Regions from separate parts of the Macaca mulatta genome. Here region 1 is linked to region 2. A link is a contact called in public Hi-C data. All regions are on one chromosome and are shown on one strand. The core of a region is the stretch at or near the end of the contact, and the rest is flanking DNA. Distances in the headings are between cores, read along the strand shown.

Region 1 (5,188 bases), core at 886-3,385, 190 kb before region 2:
AAGAATCTCCCACCCTGACTGAGGGTGATGCAAGGACAGACAGTAAAGGCTTCCTGGAAGTGACTCCTGAGTAGAATCTCACAGGATTAGCAGCAATTGGCCAAGTGAAGGGCAGGTGGGGGAGGCATTCCAGGAGGAGAAGTAGCATAGGCAAGGGTACAGGCAGGACGCAGTGTGGTTGCTAGGGAACTACAAGTAGGCAGTTAGGTATTGCTGGACACTAAAGAGGCAGGTGTTTGGGAAGTAAACTAAGGAGGAAGGCAGGGAGCCGAGTGTGGTGACTTGTGCTTGTTATCCTAGCTACTTGGGAGGCTGAGGCAGGAGGATCTCTTGAGGTCAAGAGTTTAAGACCAGCCTAGACAACATAGTGTGACCCTGTCTCTAAAAATTTTTTTCAAATTAACTGGGCATAGTGGTGGACACTTGTAGTCCCAGCTACTTGGGAGGCTAAGGCAGGATGATCGCTTGATTACCACCCAGTGATTGCAGCAATCGCCAGGAGCCAAGGCTGCAGTGTGCTATGATGGCCGCTGCACTCCAGCCTGGGTGACACAGTGAGACCATGTCTCTAGGGGGAAAAAAAAAGAGGTGGGCAGGAGACAGGTACCCCAGGGTGTGTATTGCTCCTAAAGGGCTGGCACTTTCTCTTCCAGGCAATGGAACAGCAGAAAAAACTGGAAGCAGGGGAGTAAGAAGTAGGCAGATTTCCATTGTGGACAGATTTTTCTGGCTGGCTGTGTGAGGATGAATTGGAAGGCAGCACACCTGGAATATGGGGTCAGTTAGGAGACTGCTGCAATAGCATCTCTGCTGCAGTGGAGAGATGGTGAAGGGTTTCATGGGGAAAACCAAAATCAAACTTCAGCTTTGGATCCAGCCTATTTTCTCATGGTTTCCCAATCCACCCTCTTCAGCGTCAGAATCTCAGGGCTGGAAGAAACTTTGGAGAGCATCTGTTTTGTTTGTTTGTTTGTTTGTTTTGAGACGGAGCCTTGCTCTGTCGCCCAGGCTGTAGTGCAGTGGCGTGATCTCAGCTCACGCAACCTCCGCCTCCCAGGTTCAAGAGATTCTCCTGCCTCAGCCTCCCGAGTAGCTGGGACTAGAGGCACGTGCCACCATGCCTGGCTAATTTTTGTAATTTTTTTTCTTTTGAGATGGAGTCTTGCTCTGTCACCCAGACTGGAGTCTCTCTCTGTTGCCCAGGCTGGAGTGCAGTGGCAAGATCTTGGCTCACTGCAACCTCCACCTGCTGGGTTCAAGAGATTCTCCTGCCTCAGCCTCCTGAGTAGCTGGGACTACAGGCACGTGCCACCACACCTGGCTAATTTTTGTATTTTTAATAGAGATGGGGTTTCACTATGTTGGCCAGGCTGGTCTCCAACTCCTGACCTCATGATCCGCCCATCTTGGCCCCCCAAAGTGCTGGGATTATAGGCATGAGCCACCGCGCCTGGCCCTAATGTTTTTGCATTTTTAGTAAAGATGGGGTTTCACTATGTTGGCCTGGCTGGTCTCAAACTCCTGACCTTATGATCCACCTGCCTCGGCCTCCCAAAGTGCTGGGATTACAGGTGTGAGCCACCGCGCCCGCCGGAGAGTATGTGTTTATTTATTTTTTTTTTTGAGATGGAGTCTCGCTCTGTCACCCAGGCTGGAGTGCAGTGGCGCGATCTCGGCACACTGCAAGCTCCGCCTCCCAGGTTCATGCCATTCTCCCGCCTCAGCCTCCTGAGTAGCTGAGACCACAGGTGTCTGCCATCATGACTGGCTAATTTTTTTGTATTTTTAGTAGAGACAGGTTTCATCGTGTTAGCCAGGATGCTATCGATCTCCTGACCTCGTGATCCGCCCGCCTCGGCCTCCCAAAGTGCTGGGATTATAGGCGTGAGCCACAGAGCCTGGCCGAGAGCATCTGTTTTAACTAGAAATCACCCAAGCCACGCGGAACAGTAACCACCGTGATAGCAGACGTACAGTCACCCCTTGCAAGACACCCAGGAGCCTGCTGATTAAAAGAATGACACCCATTACTGGTGGTGGTAAGACAGCAGGAAACCCACAAACCTACCTCTACTCATGATTGGTCTGGGAGGAGTGTGGAAGGAAGGAATAAATGGTTTACTTCTGTAGAGTACCCAAAACCTAAACTGGCTCATGTTTTCTGGCTGAAGAGAGTATGGGCATCCTCAGAGACAGGAAACCCCCACAGCAAGACAAAACCCAAAACCAAACCCAACAAAACAAAACCCAAAACCAAAACAAAAAAACCTTTGGCTTATTTACATAAAGTACAAAGGTAAAACTGTGTTACTAGAAGTCAGAAAAGTGGTGACTCTTGGGGAAGGAAGTGACCGGAGGTACCAAGTGGGGCTCTGTAGTCCTGGTAATGTGATGTTTCTAAATAATGCTGGTTATACAAGTGTGTTCAGCTTTTTAAAAATTCACCAAGCTGTATGCTTAAGATATTTGTACTTTAGGCTGGGCACAGTGGGTCACGCTTGTAATCACAGCACTTTGGGAGGCCGAGGCGGGCAGATGGCTTAAGACCAGGAGTTCGAGACCAGCCTGGTCAGCATGATAAAACCTCGTCTCTACTAAAAATACAAAAAATTAGCTGGGCGTGGTGGTGGGCGCCTATAATCCCAGCTACTTGGGAGGCTGAGGCATGAGAATCATTTGAATTTGGGAGGTGGAGGTTGCAGTGAGCAGAGATGGCATCACTGCACTCCAGCCTGGGTGACAGAGTAAGACTCTGTCTCAAAAAAAAAAATTGTACTTTTCCATATGTATATTATATTGCAATATAATAAAAAGTTAAAAAATAGCCTTGCTTGGGCTGGGTGCAGTGGCTCACGCCTATAATCCCAGCACTTTGGGAGGCCGAGACGGGCGGATCACAAGGTCAGGAGATCAAGACCATCCTGGCTAACACGGTGAAACCCCGTCTCTACTAAAAATACAAAAAAATTAGCTGGGTGTGGTGGCGGGTGCCTGTAGTCCCGGGTACTCAGGAGGCTGAGGCAGGAGAATGGTGTGAACCTGGGAGGCAGAGCTTGCAGGGAACTGAGATCGCGCCACTGCACTCCAGCCTGGGTGAGACTCTTTGTCAAAAAAAAAAAAAAAAAAGGGCCTTGCTTGGCTGAAAAATAATGAATAATTTGGCTTATCAAGAATGTAGGCTGAGGCCAAGCACAGTGCCTCACGCCTGTAATCCCAGCACTTTGGGAGGCTGAGGCGGGTGGAGAACCTGAGGTCAGAAGTTCGAGACCAGCCTGGCCAACGTGGTGAAACCCTGTCTCTACTAAAAATACAAAAAAATTAGCCGGGCGTGGTGGCGGGCACCTGTAATCCCAGCTACTTGGGAGGCTGAAGCAGGAGAATTGCTTGACCCCAGGAGACAGAGGTTGCAGTGAACCATGACTGTGCCACTGCACTCCAGCCTGCGCAACAAGAGTGAAACTCCATCTCAAAAAGAAAAAAAAAAAAAAAAGCCGGGCGCGGTGGCTCAAGCCTGTAATCCCAGCACTTTGGGAGGCTGAGACGGGCGGATCACGAGGTCAGGAGATCGAGACCATCCTGGCTAACACGGTGAAACCCCGTCTCTACTAAAAAAATACAAAAAACTAGCCGGGCGAGGTGGCGGGCGCCTGTAGTCCCAGCTACTCGGGAGGCTGAGGCAGGAGAATGGCAGGAACCCGGGAGGCGGAGCTTGCAGTGAGCTGAGATCCGGCCACTGCACTCCAGCCTGGGCAACAGAGCGAGACTCCGTCTCAAAAAAAAAAAAAAAAAAGAAAAAAAAAAGAAAAGGAATGTAGGCTGAGGCATGGTGGCTCACACCTGTAATCTCAGCACTTTGGGAGGTTAAGGTGGATCATTTGAGCTCAGGAGTTCAAGACCAGCATGAGCAATATAGTGAGACCTTGTCTCTACAAAAAGTTAAAAAATAAGCTGAGCATGGTGGTGCCTGCCTGTAATCCCAGCTACTTGGGAGGCTGAAGTGGGAGAATTGCTTGAGTCTGAAAGGAGGGGGTTGTGGTGAGCCAACATTGTGCCCCCGCACTCCAGCCTGGCAACAGAGCAAGATGCTATCTCGAAAAAAAAAAAAAAGAAATGTACGCCAGGTGTGGTGGCTCATGCTTGTAATCTCAGCAACTCAGGAGACCAAAGCAAGAGGACAGCTTTAGGCCAGAAGTTTGAGACGAGCTTGGGCAACATAGCAAGACCCCTTCTCTACAAAAAATTAAAAAAAAAAAAAAAACTAGCTGGGTGTGGTGGCATGTGCCTCCAAAGCTACTCGAGAGGCTGAGGTGAGGGGATCACTTGAACTCAGGAGTTTGAGGTTACAGTGAGCTATGATCTCATCACCACATTCCTGCCTGGTGACAGAGCAGGTGCAGTGGCTCATGCCTGTAATCCCACCATTTTGGGAGGCCAAGAAGGGAGGACTACTTGAGTCAGGAGTTTGAGGCCAGCCTAGAAAACACAGTGAGACCTCTCTCTAAAAAAAACAAAAACAAATAAAAAAAATGTAATTAAGAGAACAGAAAGTTCTCAACACGGGTGGATCACGAGGTCAGGAGATCGAGACCATCCTGGCTAACCCGGTGAAACCCCGTCTCTACTAAAAAATACAAAAAACTAGCCGGGCACGGTGGCGAGCGCCTGTAGTCCCAGCTACTCGGGAGGCTGAGGCAGGAGAATGGTGTAAACCCGGGAGGCGGAGCTTGCAGTGAGCTGAGATCCGGCCACTGCACTCCAGCCTGGGCGACAGAGCGAGACTCCGCCTCAAAAAAAAAAAGAAGCTTGAGGCTGGGTGCGGTGGCTCACGCCTGTAATCCCAGCACTTTTGGAGGCTGAGGCAGGTGGATCACCTGAGGTCAGGAATTCAAGACCAGCCTGGCCAACAGGGTAAAACCCTGTCTCTACTAAAAATACAAAAAAAGTTAGCTGGGTGTGGTGGTGGGTGCCTGTAATCCCAGCTACTCGAGAGGCTGAGGCAGGAGAGTCGCTTGAAACTGGGAGGCGGAGGTTGCAGTGAGTCGAGATCGTGCCACTGCACTCCAGCCTGGGCAACAAGAACTTGACCCCAGGAGGCAGAGGTTGCAGTGAACCAAGACTGTGCTGTTGCTGTTGCACTTCAGCCTGGGCAACAAGAGGGAGCCTCAGAAAAAAAAAAAAAAAAAAAAAA
Region 2 (4,843 bases), core at 829-3,328:
ACACGCCTGTAATCCCAGCTATTGGGAGGCTGAGGCAGGAGAATTGCTTGAACCCAGGAGGCAGAGGTTACAGTGAGCCAAGATTGTGCCACTGCACTCTAGTCTGGGCAACAGAGGGAGACTCTGTCTCCAAAAATAAAAAAATAACTTCCTCTAACAGATGAAACCAGACAGAAGATCCAGATTTTACAAAGAAGAACTCTTCTTGCAAATACACAAACCACACACACACAAAATACAGAAATAACTCAAATTATCTTGTTGCATTATTAGCTATAGTTTAGCAATGGAAGGCAATTCCCTGAATTTTAACCTTGACATACAAAATGTCTAAGAAATCTATCCTTTTCATTGTTCATCACTCATGTTAGAGGAAATCAAATACCTGATATCATAGGAACTGCTGTAGTGGAACTGAAACTTCACTGAGGCAAAGCTATATATATATAACAGCAGGTTGTGTTCATTACATAAATTTTTTTTTTTTTTTTTTTTTTTTTTTTTTTTTTTGCGACTGAGTCTTGCTTTGCCACCCAGGCTGAAGTGCAGTGGCACAATCTCAGCTCACTGCAACCTCCACCTCCCAGGTTCAAGCAATTCTCCTGCCTCAGCCTCCTGAGTAGCTAGGACTACAGGTGCATGCCACCATGCCAGGCTACTTTTTGTATTTTCGGTAGAGACAGGGTTTCATTACATTGGCCAGGTTGGTCTTGAACTTCTGACCTCAGGTGATCTGCCCGCCTCTCCCTCCCAGAGTGCTGGGATTATAGGTATGAGCCACCGCGCAGGGTCTAATTACATAAAATCTTGATAGTCATTTGAAGTTTGTGCTGTCCTCAAAGTTACTTGGTCTTCTAGAAGTTATATTTCCAAAGAGATTTTATTCTCTCTCTACAACTTGGTATCAGAAATACCACAAAGACTCAACTTAACGTATATAACACTTAGCATCAGGAAGATCCAGAAACAAAGAATCACCTTAGGCTGCTGAACTGAAAGAACTAAGAAAAAATATGCTAATTGCGGTTATTGGTCCTAGACCCTTTTAACTACCTCCTTTAACTTCACATTCCAAGAGTACTTTTGGCTTAGAACATGATGGAAAATAGCAAAGAAGTGTTAACTTGAAAGTGAACATTAACCATCTGAAACATATGATTAAAAAGATTGAACTGCGTTATTCTACTTTAGGATATACTTCTGATCAACTTGTAAGACTATGCTTCATACTTTTCTGTCTCTGAATCCAGAACGTTTCTTCTTTTTCTCTTCTGGATGAGGCGCAAGATCTGCAGTCTTTTTTTCATGGTTACAAACATCCCCTTCATCTTTATTCTTCCCTTTATCACCAATGTCACTTTTTAGGTTGTCTACACATGGTGGAGATTCTGCATGGGCCCTGGATATGCAAAAAAGAAATCTGGATTAATACTGAATGTCCATCATATTAGCCAAATAAGCAAACAGATACAGCTTAGCAGAGCAACAGCAACGAAACTTGTCAAATATTCTACATGAAGAAGTTCCTCAAAAAATATTAAATAGAACTTCCACATGATCTCTGGGTATATATCCCAAAGAAATGAAAGGGTCTCAAAGAAATATCTGCACATCCATGTTCACAGCAGCACTATGCACAATAGTTGAAAGGTGGAAACAACTCGTAAGTCCATTGGCAGATGAATAAACGAAATGTGGTATATACATATAATGGAATATTTTTCAGCCTTAAAAGGGAAAGAAATCCTCTCACAAGCTACAACATGGATGAATCTTGAGGGCATTATGCTAAGTGAAATAAACCAGTCACAAAACCACAAATATTGTATGACTTCACTTACATGAGTTACCTGGAATATTTAAATTTACAGCAACAGAAAGTAGAATGGGGGTTACCATGGGCTGAGGGAAGGGGAAGCAAGGAAGTTGCTCTTGAAAGAGTAGAGTTTCAGTTTTGCAAGATGAAAACATTCTGGAGATCTGTTTCACAATGATGTGAATACACTTTAAACTACTGAATTGCATATTTTAAAACGGTGAAGACATGTGACAGAAGCCCTCATCCACACATCTTCTCACTGAAACCAGAGACAATGAGCCCTTCCAGCACAACAACTAAATGGACTAGACTTTCAGCCATAGAGCCCCTCCTCGTTCTTCATCTCACTCCAACTCTTCCCATTCTCATCCTCCCCTTGTCCCAACTGTAACTGAAAGGGTGGAATATCAAGGTCTTTAGAAAAAAAATGGTTAAAAAAAATGCTTCTTTCACTACAATAAAAAGGAACATAAATAAAGAAGAGGCCAGGCGCGGTGGCTCAAGCCTGTAATCCCAGCACTTTGGGAGGCCGAGATGGGCAGATCACGAGGTCAGGAGATCGAGACCATCCTGGCTAACCCGGTGAAACCCCGCCTCTACTAAAAAAAAATACAAAACACTAGCCGGGCGAGGTGGCGGGCGCCTGTAGTCCCAGCTACTCGGGAGGCTGAGGCAGGAGAATGGCGTAAACCTGGGAGGCGGAGCTTGCAGTGAGCTGAGATCCGGCCACTGCACTCCAGCCTGGGCGACAGGGCGAGACTCCGTCTCAAAAAAAATAAATAAATAAAAAATAAAGAAGAAATAGGGGCTCAAAATAATACAAGTATTTCTTTTTTAAAAAATAATACAAGTATTTCTGGTAGTTGAAGCCACTGCTGTAATGATATAATACTAAAATTAATTAAATATTACAGAATTGATGAAATACAATGATGTACAAAAAGAAGACTTTTGCTTACAGCCATAATGGAGCAAACTGTAATAGATTTGACTTTCCACCAGGGCAAAAATACAGAAAATTGAACAAAATATATCAAATGATTGCTTTCAGACACTGCACAGTATGCAATTCTCTAAGAAAATGGAGGCCTGGCCAGGAGCAGTGGCTCACACCTGTAATCCCAGCACTTTGGGAGGCCGAGGTGCGTGGATCACTTGAGGTCAGGAGTTCGAGACCTGCCTGGCCAACATGGTAAAACCGCATCTCTACTAAAAATACAAAAGTTAACCGGGTTTGGTGGTGCTTGCCTGGTCCCAGCTGGTCGAGAAGCTGGGGCAAGAGAATCTCTTGAACCTGGGGGGCAGAGGTTGTAGTGAGCCAAGATTGCACCAATGCGCTCCAACCTAGGTGACAGAGTGAAACTCCATCTCACAAAAAAAAAAAAAAAAAGGGAAAGAAAAAGAAAAAGAAAAATGGAGGCCTATAATTGCCCAGAATTTCTGTCTGGAAACATTTTCTAGACCACAAAGAGGATCCCAAGCCAAATATAGTGATCTTGCTAAATTAAGGTGACAGAGATCAAAGTTTAGAAAACCTGAGGTGCCTGGAATTGGTGAGGCAGAGGACTCAAGAGGAAAAAGTCACACAGAGAAAGAGCTCTAAAAATGTATATGGAACACTCTTGAGTATTGAGTCAACACTAAGCAGTGCATTCTTTAGGATGAAACTACACAAAATAATTGCCAAGGAGCCACAGGCCAGTCAATTTCCAGAGTTCACAAGAGAAAACAATCAAGCTCTACCAAGTCAGACTAGAGGAACCTCACGGAACACCTAAGGCATTTAATAACATCCCAGAAAGATCATCCTATATTAATAGGGCTAAATTAGCCCTAGAGGCTGGGCATGGTGGCTCATGCCTGTAATCCCAACACTTTAGGAAGCTGAGGTGGTCATGTCACTTGACCCCAGGAGTTCGAGATCAGCCTAACCAACATGGTGAAACCCCATCTCTACTAAAAATACCAAAAAAAAAAAAAAAAAAAACTTAGCCAGGCATGGTGGTACACACCTGTAATCCCAGCTACATGGGAGGCTGAGAATTGCTTGAACCCAGAGGCAGAGGTTGCAATAAGCTGAGATTGTGCCACTACACTCCAGCCTGGGCGACAGAGCAAGACTCCATCTCAAAAAACAAACAAACAAAAATAAAAAACAGAGTGACAGAATCAGAAAAACAGTACCTATGTATTTTAAGAAAGAGAAGACCGTGGCTCGCTACATTTTCTCTTCTCTCCAAGGAAGTTTCCATAACTAGTGAAAAAAACTATCAGGGACACTAAAGTACCAAGGTTCCTTAGTTAATTTCACAGGGTCGCCAAGTTGTGAAGTCTCAGAAAGCATTCATTTTCTTTTTTTTTTTTTCTTTTTTTCTGAGACAGTTTTGCTCTGTCACCCAGGTTGGAATGCAGTGGCACAATCTTGGCTTACTGCAACCTCCACCTGACTCCCAGGTTCAAACAATTCTCCTGCCTCAGCCTCCCAAGTTGCTGGGACTATAGGCTCACGTCACTGTGTCTGGCTATTTTTTGTATTTTTGTAGAGATGGGTTTTTGCCATGTTGGCCAAGCTGGTCTCAAACTCCTGACCTCAAGTGATCTGACCACCTTGGGCTCCCAAAGTGCTAGGATTACAGGCGTGAGTCACTGCGCCTGGCCGGAAACCATTCATTTTCTAAAGCTGCTATTGCTATCCCTACCACGTTATTTAAAATGTTTAGCAGAGGAGACAGGCAGACCTTGAAGCACAGTGTTTCCTATGTATTGCCTTGGCATGTTGAATTCTTTGAAACATCTTATTTCATAGATGAATATTCATAATACCAAATGATCTGGGCAAGAAATTTTGATACAGAGTTAAGCCAGAAATCAACTCCTTTCTGACAAGAGAGATGACTGGAAGAATAAAAGTATATGCAAGAACAAGATGGTTGGATAACACTCACCTCTTCCACAAAAGACCAGTACTTGCAGTTACTGCAGATGCTCCCAGGAAAGCCACCATCATTAGTCTTCGCCGGATCT

What was found. Hi-C and Micro-C count contacts between places; a contact is called where the count stands out from the background.
Region 1: a Hi-C map of blood shows a contact between it and region 2, with 4 times the contacts expected there. The contact joins two enhancer-like sites. A contact is called at or near these places in 3 of 14 Hi-C or Micro-C datasets (blood, cortical neurons and liver).

What each region holds. Positions count from the first base shown.
Region 1 is chr9:77,237,423-77,242,610 of T2T-MMU8v2.0, reverse strand. All of the region lies in intron 11 of MICU1 (mitochondrial calcium uptake 1), which reads right to left. Among named protein-coding and RNA genes, the nearest start is that of DNAJB12, 20 kb to the left of the region's middle. Within about 2 kb of position 2,135, at least 5 of the 40 cell types and tissues checked have an H3K27ac peak or open chromatin away from gene starts, as enhancers often do. A contact at or near this core is called in blood, where this site is marked.
Region 2 is chr9:77,042,851-77,047,693 of T2T-MMU8v2.0, reverse strand. MICU1 (mitochondrial calcium uptake 1) reads right to left here. Exons shown (of 12, transcript XM_028826501.2): 2 at 4,765-4,843; 3 at 1,231-1,399. Among named protein-coding and RNA genes, the nearest start is that of MICU1, 62 kb to the right of the region's middle. Within about 2 kb of position 2,078, at least 4 of the 40 cell types and tissues checked have an H3K27ac peak or open chromatin away from gene starts, as enhancers often do. A contact at or near this core is called in blood, where this site is marked.